2 separate regions of the Cyprinus carpio genome follow, and region 2 is linked to region 1. The links are chromatin contacts, called in public Hi-C maps. All regions are on one chromosome and are shown on one strand. Each heading gives the region's core, a stretch centred on a gene start, on an enhancer-like site or on the middle of the called end of the contact. The rest is flanking DNA. Distances are from core to core; before and after follow the strand shown. Region 1 overlaps rnf216 (E3 ubiquitin-protein ligase RNF216). Region 2 overlaps LOC109092411 (a long non-coding RNA gene).

Region 1 (4,148 bases), core at 1,231-3,730:
TTGGCATAAATTATTTGAAAATATATTAAAATGGAAAACAATTATTTAAAATTATAATTATCAAATTTTTTACATTAACATTATACTGTATTTTTGATCAAATAAACGCAGCCTTGGTGAGCAGAAGAAACTTGGCAACAAATTCGACCAAGCACAAACTGTTGAATGGTAGAGGACGTTGGATTATATGAAAGTTACAGTATATATATTTAAATATGGCACATTTGAAAAAATCTTGGATTTGCATGCTGCTGCTGTCTATCAAGGCAAATCTCAGAAACATCATGGATACATGGAAAATATACAGTGCAAACAAAACCACCCCAACTGAGCCAGAGAGTAGGGAATGCTGGCAGATCTGCGTGTGAAAACCACAACTAACACATCCAATCACTGTGAGAAAAACAGCATTTTTTGAAAAATAAGAAAAATCTGGGTCAAATATGAACTGTACCATTCAAATTTGAAGGATCTGGGTCCAGCCAATGAAAGTCCTTGATCCACAACAAGGGGTGGGGCCATAGAGGCAGTGGAGAGGGGAAAGTGTGTCAGTTACACAACTTCAGCTTCACCGAGGGAAAAGAGTGAAGAGAAGGGCAGAGGAGAGGATGTCTCCTCACCACTAAAGACAGGAAACTTGAGGGCATACATCACCACAGAAAAATGGGACATCAGACAGGAAAAAGACAGGAGGGAAAAAAAAACTTGTTAACAGGGGAACTGGGATTCCAGAATTTTCCACTGGACAAATGTGGGCTAGACAGCTGCAAAAATCTCCATACACAATCAGAAATGGGAAGACATCACCCTCAATATTTAGAGTAGAGGTCCATCAAGGTTTATTTATTTATTTATTTTTTAAATGGTAGAATTTGGGGACAGTAATATTATATGGAACTGTAACATAAACATGAAGTCCAGCCATTTTAATAAGTATGCATGTGATTGGGAATTTTGCGAATGGAAAATGTCACAATGGTTTTTTTTTTGCCTTTATTATGATAGGATAGTCTGGAGCTCACAGGAAGTGAAGAGGAAGAGAGAGGGGAGGACAGGATTGGGAAAGGTCCTCGAACTCGGGATGCCTGTAGCACATCAGCTCTGTACGTCAGCGTGCTTCCCACACATGCTTTTATCGGCATCTACTTTCACAATGGGTTTAAGTCCATCACACAAACTTGCTACCTTTTCAAAAAGTACTACTATATTCCACTAAGGTACTAATATGTACACTTTAGGCATAATATGTACCTTTAAGGGTAAGCAAGGTATAAAGGTGTACCTTTGAAAAGGTACTGCCCCAGTCACAGCTATGGGTGCACGATAAATATGGGCCGATATATAATGCGCATCTCGTCAGTAAAGCCGGTTCTCTAATCAGCGGTAAATTCCATCAGGTGTGTGATTTCAAACAGAGCAGCTGTTACTACACAGAGCCGTTGTTAACTGACAAGCTGCGCAAATCCACGACTGCCTTTACTGACGAGATGCGCATTAATTATCGGCCGATATTTATCATGCACCCCTAGTGAAAGCTTTTGTACCTTTTTTTCTGAGAGTGAACCAACAAAAAGCTGCTTGGTTTGAAAGTGACTTCTGTCTCAGCTGTGTTTGGTACACAACCGACAAATTTGGCCATAAATTGTCCCTGTAATTTTGCTAATGTTAGCGCACCTTAACAATAATAGTATAACTCTCAATGATGAAAGTGATGTGAAACTGTCTACTAAGAACAACAACAATGACTTTTGCTTAAGGGGAAAACAGAAGTGTCTATTTTTACAGAACTGTAATGTACAGCCAAATTAAGTTCTGGAGAAAATGCAAAACAAAGAAAGAGATATTTAAGATTATTCACCATTTTTTAGATGACAAATTTTGGACACTGATCATGCATAAAACTTTGCACATTTATAAATAATTTTACCTAGTGATCAAGGACATTAATGTTTTTGTGAATGGTGTTTTATTGACATACAAAGGTGACGGTTCATAGACCAACCCTTTGAAACCTACATCCTTTCAGTTACCAGCTCAGATGTTTAACCACTAAGCCACAGCACTGTACGCATTTTACTAGAACTGACCATTTATCAGGTGGTTGCCATTTTATACAGATTATCTACCCAAGAAATTTGTCCCCCTGAAGCACGGCTTTGGAAAAGTCCTCATAATGCCGGCCAAGTCAAGCACTGCTGTGCACGAGAGCCCACTTCCCCATCTCGATAGGAATGCCATGCTGAGAGCCAGAAAGAGGAAATGAAAATGGGTCACATTATGAAATCAAACCACACAACCGTTTTCAATTTCCCCCCGTCCAGTCTTGTGACTCCACCAGGAGGAAGACGGATAGGAGGAGAAAATGGAGGTCCTGCCTGATGGCACACTTAATCAATCGGCTGTGCCGAGAGGAAGGCCAAAGACGTGGCCGTTTGAGCAGCTCCCTGCGCCCCCCTCTCCCGCCCTGCTGTGAGCTGCTGCAGAAGTGTGAGGCGGGGTTTAGCAGTGCAATCAGCAGCAGATGTGTGGCGGAATAAAACTTCGCTGCCATCATAGAACAAGAGCGCCACCCAATGGACAACAGGTATATGACCGAAAACACAAAAGCACTGTTAAATTCCTGATGGCAGGATATTAAAAGGGAAACGCCTACCATCATCTACCCTTTCACATCAGTAAGACTTGCTCAGACAATAATCAACAAAGATATATTGAGCATAACTGCCAATAGACCACTGAATGTTTAATAATAAATTAACTAATGTATCATTACATCTCTGGTATGCACTAATTTTCAATAATTCAATGTTGCATTATTCCACTTACATACAAAAAAATTACAAATACAAAGTTTGACCACACAAAACCAGGGAGCCAGAGACTACTATCTTGAAATGCTAGAAATACAGACACAAAAGCAACTGTTTCCATCAGTAATAAGAAAATACAGAATATTGTTGGGAAAAAAATTGTGTTTATATTTAAATTTATCAACACTCAGTTTCTGTTAATAAAATCTGAAAACAAGCAGCATTCTCACAATTACAGCCGAAATATTTTAGCCATTATGGGGGCCTTTGAATATTGTGTTGGACAGTGAGTGGCCTTCAGGTCAACCTTAACCACTAAACAAAAAAGACATACTAAATACTCAACTGTTTGCTAATATCTTTCTCCTGACACTATAAGATTCAGAGTGACGTGGGAAATGGTCTGCTTCAAAATGACAGGAACTCAAAACATACTTTACATTAAATTACAGTGTATGTATGTATACGAACACCATCAGCTTTCATAATGTTCACAGCCCTACAACATGCGCTTATTACTTTAAAAGTGATTGAGGGACAAACAGAGATAGAGAGAGAGAAACGGAGGTTGACAGATGAATGGAAAGATAGCCCTGACAAACTGCAGGCGGCTCTAGCATTCCTCTCAGGCCTGTTGAGAAAGTAGCTGTGAGTCCAGAGTCCTTGACATGTTCCGCCTGCCAGCTGAAATCCACTAACACACAGACGGACTGACAGCTCTCTGTGTCCTGGCACGGCCTGATACATTCCTCACAGCCCAACACTGATAAGACTCAAGACAAAACAGTGTTGGAGAAGCTACCATGCAAACACTACCTAATAACAAAAAGTAGGTGACAATATTAAACCTACCTAAGGGGACGCCCCTGTCTCAAATATACACTTTTGACCAATATTTTTTAATGACTTCTAATAATCATCAACAAAGTTGGTATTTTTTTTTTTTATGTTCAGCATCATTACTCCAGTCTTCAGTGTCACATGACCCTTCAGAAATCATTCTAATATGATGATTTGCTGCTCAAAAAACATTTATTATTATTATTAATACTGAAAACTACTTAATATTTTTGTGGAAACCATGATAAAAAAATTTGACATTCTTTGATCAAAAAGTAAAAAAAGTAAAAATAAAAAAAAAAACTTTTTTTTTTACTTACTAAATCTTTTGTAATATTATTAATACACCTCCTAATTTATATTACAAAGTCAAAAACTTAGTGATAAACAGCAACATTTAGCATATTAATTTACTATAACACACTATTTACTAAACATAGACCAGTGAATCATTTTTCAGTTGTTGTAAAAAAAAGGTTATTACTGGAAAAGTTTATC
Region 2 (4,148 bases), core at 1,079-3,578, 38 kb before region 1:
TGAATTTGTAGTTTTTATAGACAAATTTCAAATTAGCTTAATTTGGTGTTTTGGAGCCTTATAGGACACTGAGAAAATAGTTAAATTTTGTGCAGCTTGAGAAAATCTCTTCAGCTTCTTTCTTTCATCAGTCTAATCTGAAACTAATAAAAATGTTTGCTTCTTAAATTCAAATGCTCGTAAATTGCACTGTCAAAAAGTATGAACATTTATTACTTTCAAATATGTTTTAGCAAGATACTTTGATTTGACACAGCATACTCAATTGAGTATCTCAGCACTTTTTATTCCTGACAAGGTATTATAACAGGTGAAATCCTAGTAATAATTGTCAATGTCCCTAGTAAAGCACCTCTCTTCCTCACTTCATAAGAAAGCTGCACTCTGGCACTAGCACTTCTCCACAGATAGGTGGCAGACCTTGTTTTACTTCAAAGCATTTATTCCATGATTCATGCCAAAATGCCTGTTGCTCCAACAAACAACTCACATTTGACCTAAATTTCATAAACCATCAGTTTGTAAAGAAGGAGACTGGCTGTGCTCATGTTTTTAAGTACTCAGCCCTTCCCTTCCCCCAAATATTGTTTCTCTAATGGGATGTGATGAGAACACAAATGGACTGGAGCCAGGTAGATGTGTGCCATGGCAAACAGATTGCTGTTTGACTAATGAATGAGAGAATGTGTGTTGTTGGGAGCTGGACAGATGGGCAGTGCTGAGGCAGGATCTCCGATCACAAAGACTTGGCTCAGCATGAGATGAGAGGGTGGTGCCTGCAGGCCCCTTTCCTCCACCAGCTTCAACCTACAGGCCTACAGCTGGCCTCTGGTCACCCCCACTGCTTTCTGATACATGGGTGGGCTTCACAAAGACATTGTGGGCTGGTTAATAGTTTTGGGACATCGTATAGTCTTAAATCATAAATATTTTGACATTTTATTAATATTTTCATTCACATTTTACCTTAGAATTTAACAACAACAAAAAGAAGTCATTTTTGGATACTTTTAAAAATAAAGTTTTTTTTTTGCTGCAATAGAATATCCATTTTGGCGATGGAAAGTTAAAGGTTAAGTTAAAGGTTCTTTATGGACCCATCAATGCCATTAAAGAACCTTTATTTTGAGGAGTGTATTTTTGAAGTGTGAATTCTGGAACAGTTTCATAGTAGCTTTCCATAGAGTGTTTGCCAAAATGAGACAATGGACATGAACCTTGCAGACTGTACTCTGATATCAGTAGTGTATGTACGTGTTGGGCCATCAGTGCCAGATGTTAGTGAAACATCACTCTGTCTGAACAGATGTCCCAACATATAAAGAGTATGACACTTGGTAAGAGTCTCTGACTGGCATCAGTGTCAATGATAATATCTTTTAATTCATGACAGTGTTAAAACAACACAATGTTGAAAATAAACCTTCAATAAATGAGGCATGTTTTTTTTTAAATACCATCTCCATGGAATCTCCTCTAGAGGTGCTATAATCTGGTTCTTAAATATTTAGTTTAATTTAACTTCTCACAACCTGGCCAATATGTGTGGAGAAAGAGAGCAAACAGCTGGTTTGAATGGTCAAAAGAGTCAGCCCCACATGAGAGCAGAAGCTCTTTGTTGGACCAGAGCATATCATTAGCATATAAAATAACTTATTTACCCTGTGGAGACAGAGAGCTGAGTGAAGACAGAGGGGGAGGGAAGCCAACTGAAATCTTTAGATGAGCACATGATAGCTTTCAGTTACACCTCAAATAGTAGATGTGTCATTCACAGTCCTAATTCACAGCATGAATGACAGACAATGCTATAGAGGGCTTGATATTACAGAATTAACATGCAGTAACAACTTACTGTATATATATTTAAATTACAGTATGCAAAACAATATTTTAGTATGATTATCCAACAATAGTTTTATATATGTATTTACAGCTTTTTTCAGGAAGTGCCACTCTAAACATGTGAATGGCATTACACTAGATTACATAGATCGCATCAAATGGCATCTGAAATAAATGATTCTAGACCTTTTCTCAGGACTAACTTCATTTTTTTTTTTCACAAAATGACTTAATTTTGATTTACATATATCAATTGGTTATTCTTTTGATATAAAAGCGTGAATTGTGGAATGTTTTACTTGAAAAGTGTGCTTGTGCTTTCATACATTCACTTGGTTTGATATTTTGATATTACATTTTTACATTTCTATGTATGACCTATTTTGTCCAAATTCTTCTTGGGTCCCTTGTATTCAGGTGTGGCCTGGCAGTAGTTATTATATATGATGCAGTTGCACTAAAGGGTCAGTAGATGGCGCAGCAGAGCCCCAAACAGCCACAAAATCCACGTAATGCTGCACCCAAAAAGAAACCGGGTCAGTATGGCAGCTGGTTCAGTCAGACATTGTGATTGCTGTGTAATTTTTTTTCAGTTACGGAGCTTAGCCCGATGTTATATATATTTATATAATATAATATATATATATATATATATATATATATATATATATATATATATATATATATATATATATATATATATATATATATATATATATATTTTTTTTTTTTTTTTTTTTTTTTTTTTCCTAAATGATGACACATCATGCATCAACTAACTGTTAAAGGTTTTTGTTTGTTTCACTGATGGCCTGACCTTGAGCTCTATCATATCAGCAGCTGCAAGGACATGCATTCCACCTCCTCAGATCCTGTTCCCTATCCATCTGACACACTTTGCACATGAAGATCAATGGAGCCAAGGGCAACGTGAAAGGGGATCCAGGGCCAAGGAGGAGAGCAGATTTGTGTTTTATTTGTTCTGTGGCGCAGACCCGTTTGATGTGACCCTCTCCTGTTTCATTCATCCGGAAAATCTGCTGTGTGTGAGTGAAAACTGGGGGAGTGGGTCTCACTTGATACTCAGATGTAATGAGGAACTGCCAGTCATGTATAAGGGACAGTTCACCCAAAAATGTTTAATTCTGTCATCATTTACTCCCCCTAATGTCATTCCATACTTTCTTTCTTCTGTGGAACATGAAAGAAGATATTTTGAGAAATGTCTACATGTTGTCATTATTATTATTATTATTATTATTTTGTCATTACAAAGGTAGTCAATGACAACCAAAACTTTTGTTACCAGAATTCTTCAGAATATCTGAATATTTTATGTGTATTGCAGAAGAGAGAAAATCCTACAGGTTTGCTACAACATGAGGGGGAGTAGAATTTTCTTTTTTTTTTTTTTTTTGGGTGAACTATGCCTTTAAGAAATAGCAGTAGCGTAAAACATTGAATGAATTAAAAATAGTAAAAGATATGGAAATGTTGGTATATGAGTACTGTTTCCTGTCAGGGTCATCTTACAGTACCAATTTCTGAGGATCTTGGTGATGATGTGTAATTTTACTGATCTTAATTTCATATGCATAGACTTCAGCTTTATTAGGAATTTACTCCTGAAAGTGTAAACACTGTACTTTTATTTAGTTTGAGTGTATTTTGATCAGCCCCCAACACACCAACATTGACTCAACGAAAATGTGACTTTGGGCCAGGACGGTCTGTTTTGCAAACTGTCTTAGTTTCACATACATCTCACACTTTTTTTTAGCACAGAAGTCTCACACTTTCACAGTTCTCACATTAAGTTTCTATCGAAATAGCAAAAGATAAAACAGAGGATGCAACAGGAAAATTAGTTTGGGGTTTCCGAAAGCATTGTAGTGCATTGCTTGTTTAGACATGACAGAGATATGACTGTTATCTAGTCTTTTGTAATTAACCTCCGGGCTTTCCTGTGTGCTCCTAATTACTCTGCATAAACAATGTGGGATCAGTGCTAATCTGAAAGAGCCCATTCAGTGGCTTTCATGTGGGGCTTCTAATGGGCTCTGCATGCGGGGGAGTGTAGGCTGATCCAGAGGAGGTGGTGGGGGGAGTTCACAGGAGGGAACTGTTGACAGATCACCCACACAACTGGATTCAGAAACCAGGGTTGAAGGCATAAACTCGGCATCACATTAAACAGCCTGGTTCCTCTCGGAAGCCATAACCACCAAACCCACACCATAAACACAGGTCCTGCAAGTCTTAATGCACATATGGCGATGCAGACAAGGCTTACAGACTTTGAT

Evidence for each region. Hi-C and Micro-C count contacts between places; a contact is called where the count stands out from the background.
Region 2: a Hi-C map of red blood cells shows a contact between it and region 1, with 1.8 times the contacts expected there. The contact joins two enhancer-like sites. A contact is called at or near these places in 5 of 8 Hi-C or Micro-C datasets (liver, red blood cells and skeletal muscle).

Annotation. Positions count from the first base shown.
Region 1 is chrB3:19,963,768-19,967,915 of ASM1834038v1, reverse strand. The region is part of intron 13 of rnf216 (E3 ubiquitin-protein ligase RNF216); the gene reads right to left. Among protein-coding and RNA genes, the nearest start is that of rnf216, 14 kb to the right of the region's middle. Within about 2 kb of position 2,480, at least 6 of the 8 cell types and tissues checked have an H3K27ac peak or open chromatin away from gene starts, as enhancers often do.
Region 2 is chrB3:20,001,416-20,005,563 of ASM1834038v1, reverse strand. It overlaps LOC109092411 (a long non-coding RNA gene), which reads left to right. Exons shown (of 4, transcript XR_006154201.1): 3 at 2,263-2,381; 4 at 2,683-4,148. Among protein-coding and RNA genes, the nearest start is that of LOC109092409, 12 kb to the right of the region's middle. Within about 2 kb of position 2,328, at least 4 of the 8 cell types and tissues checked have an H3K27ac peak or open chromatin away from gene starts, as enhancers often do.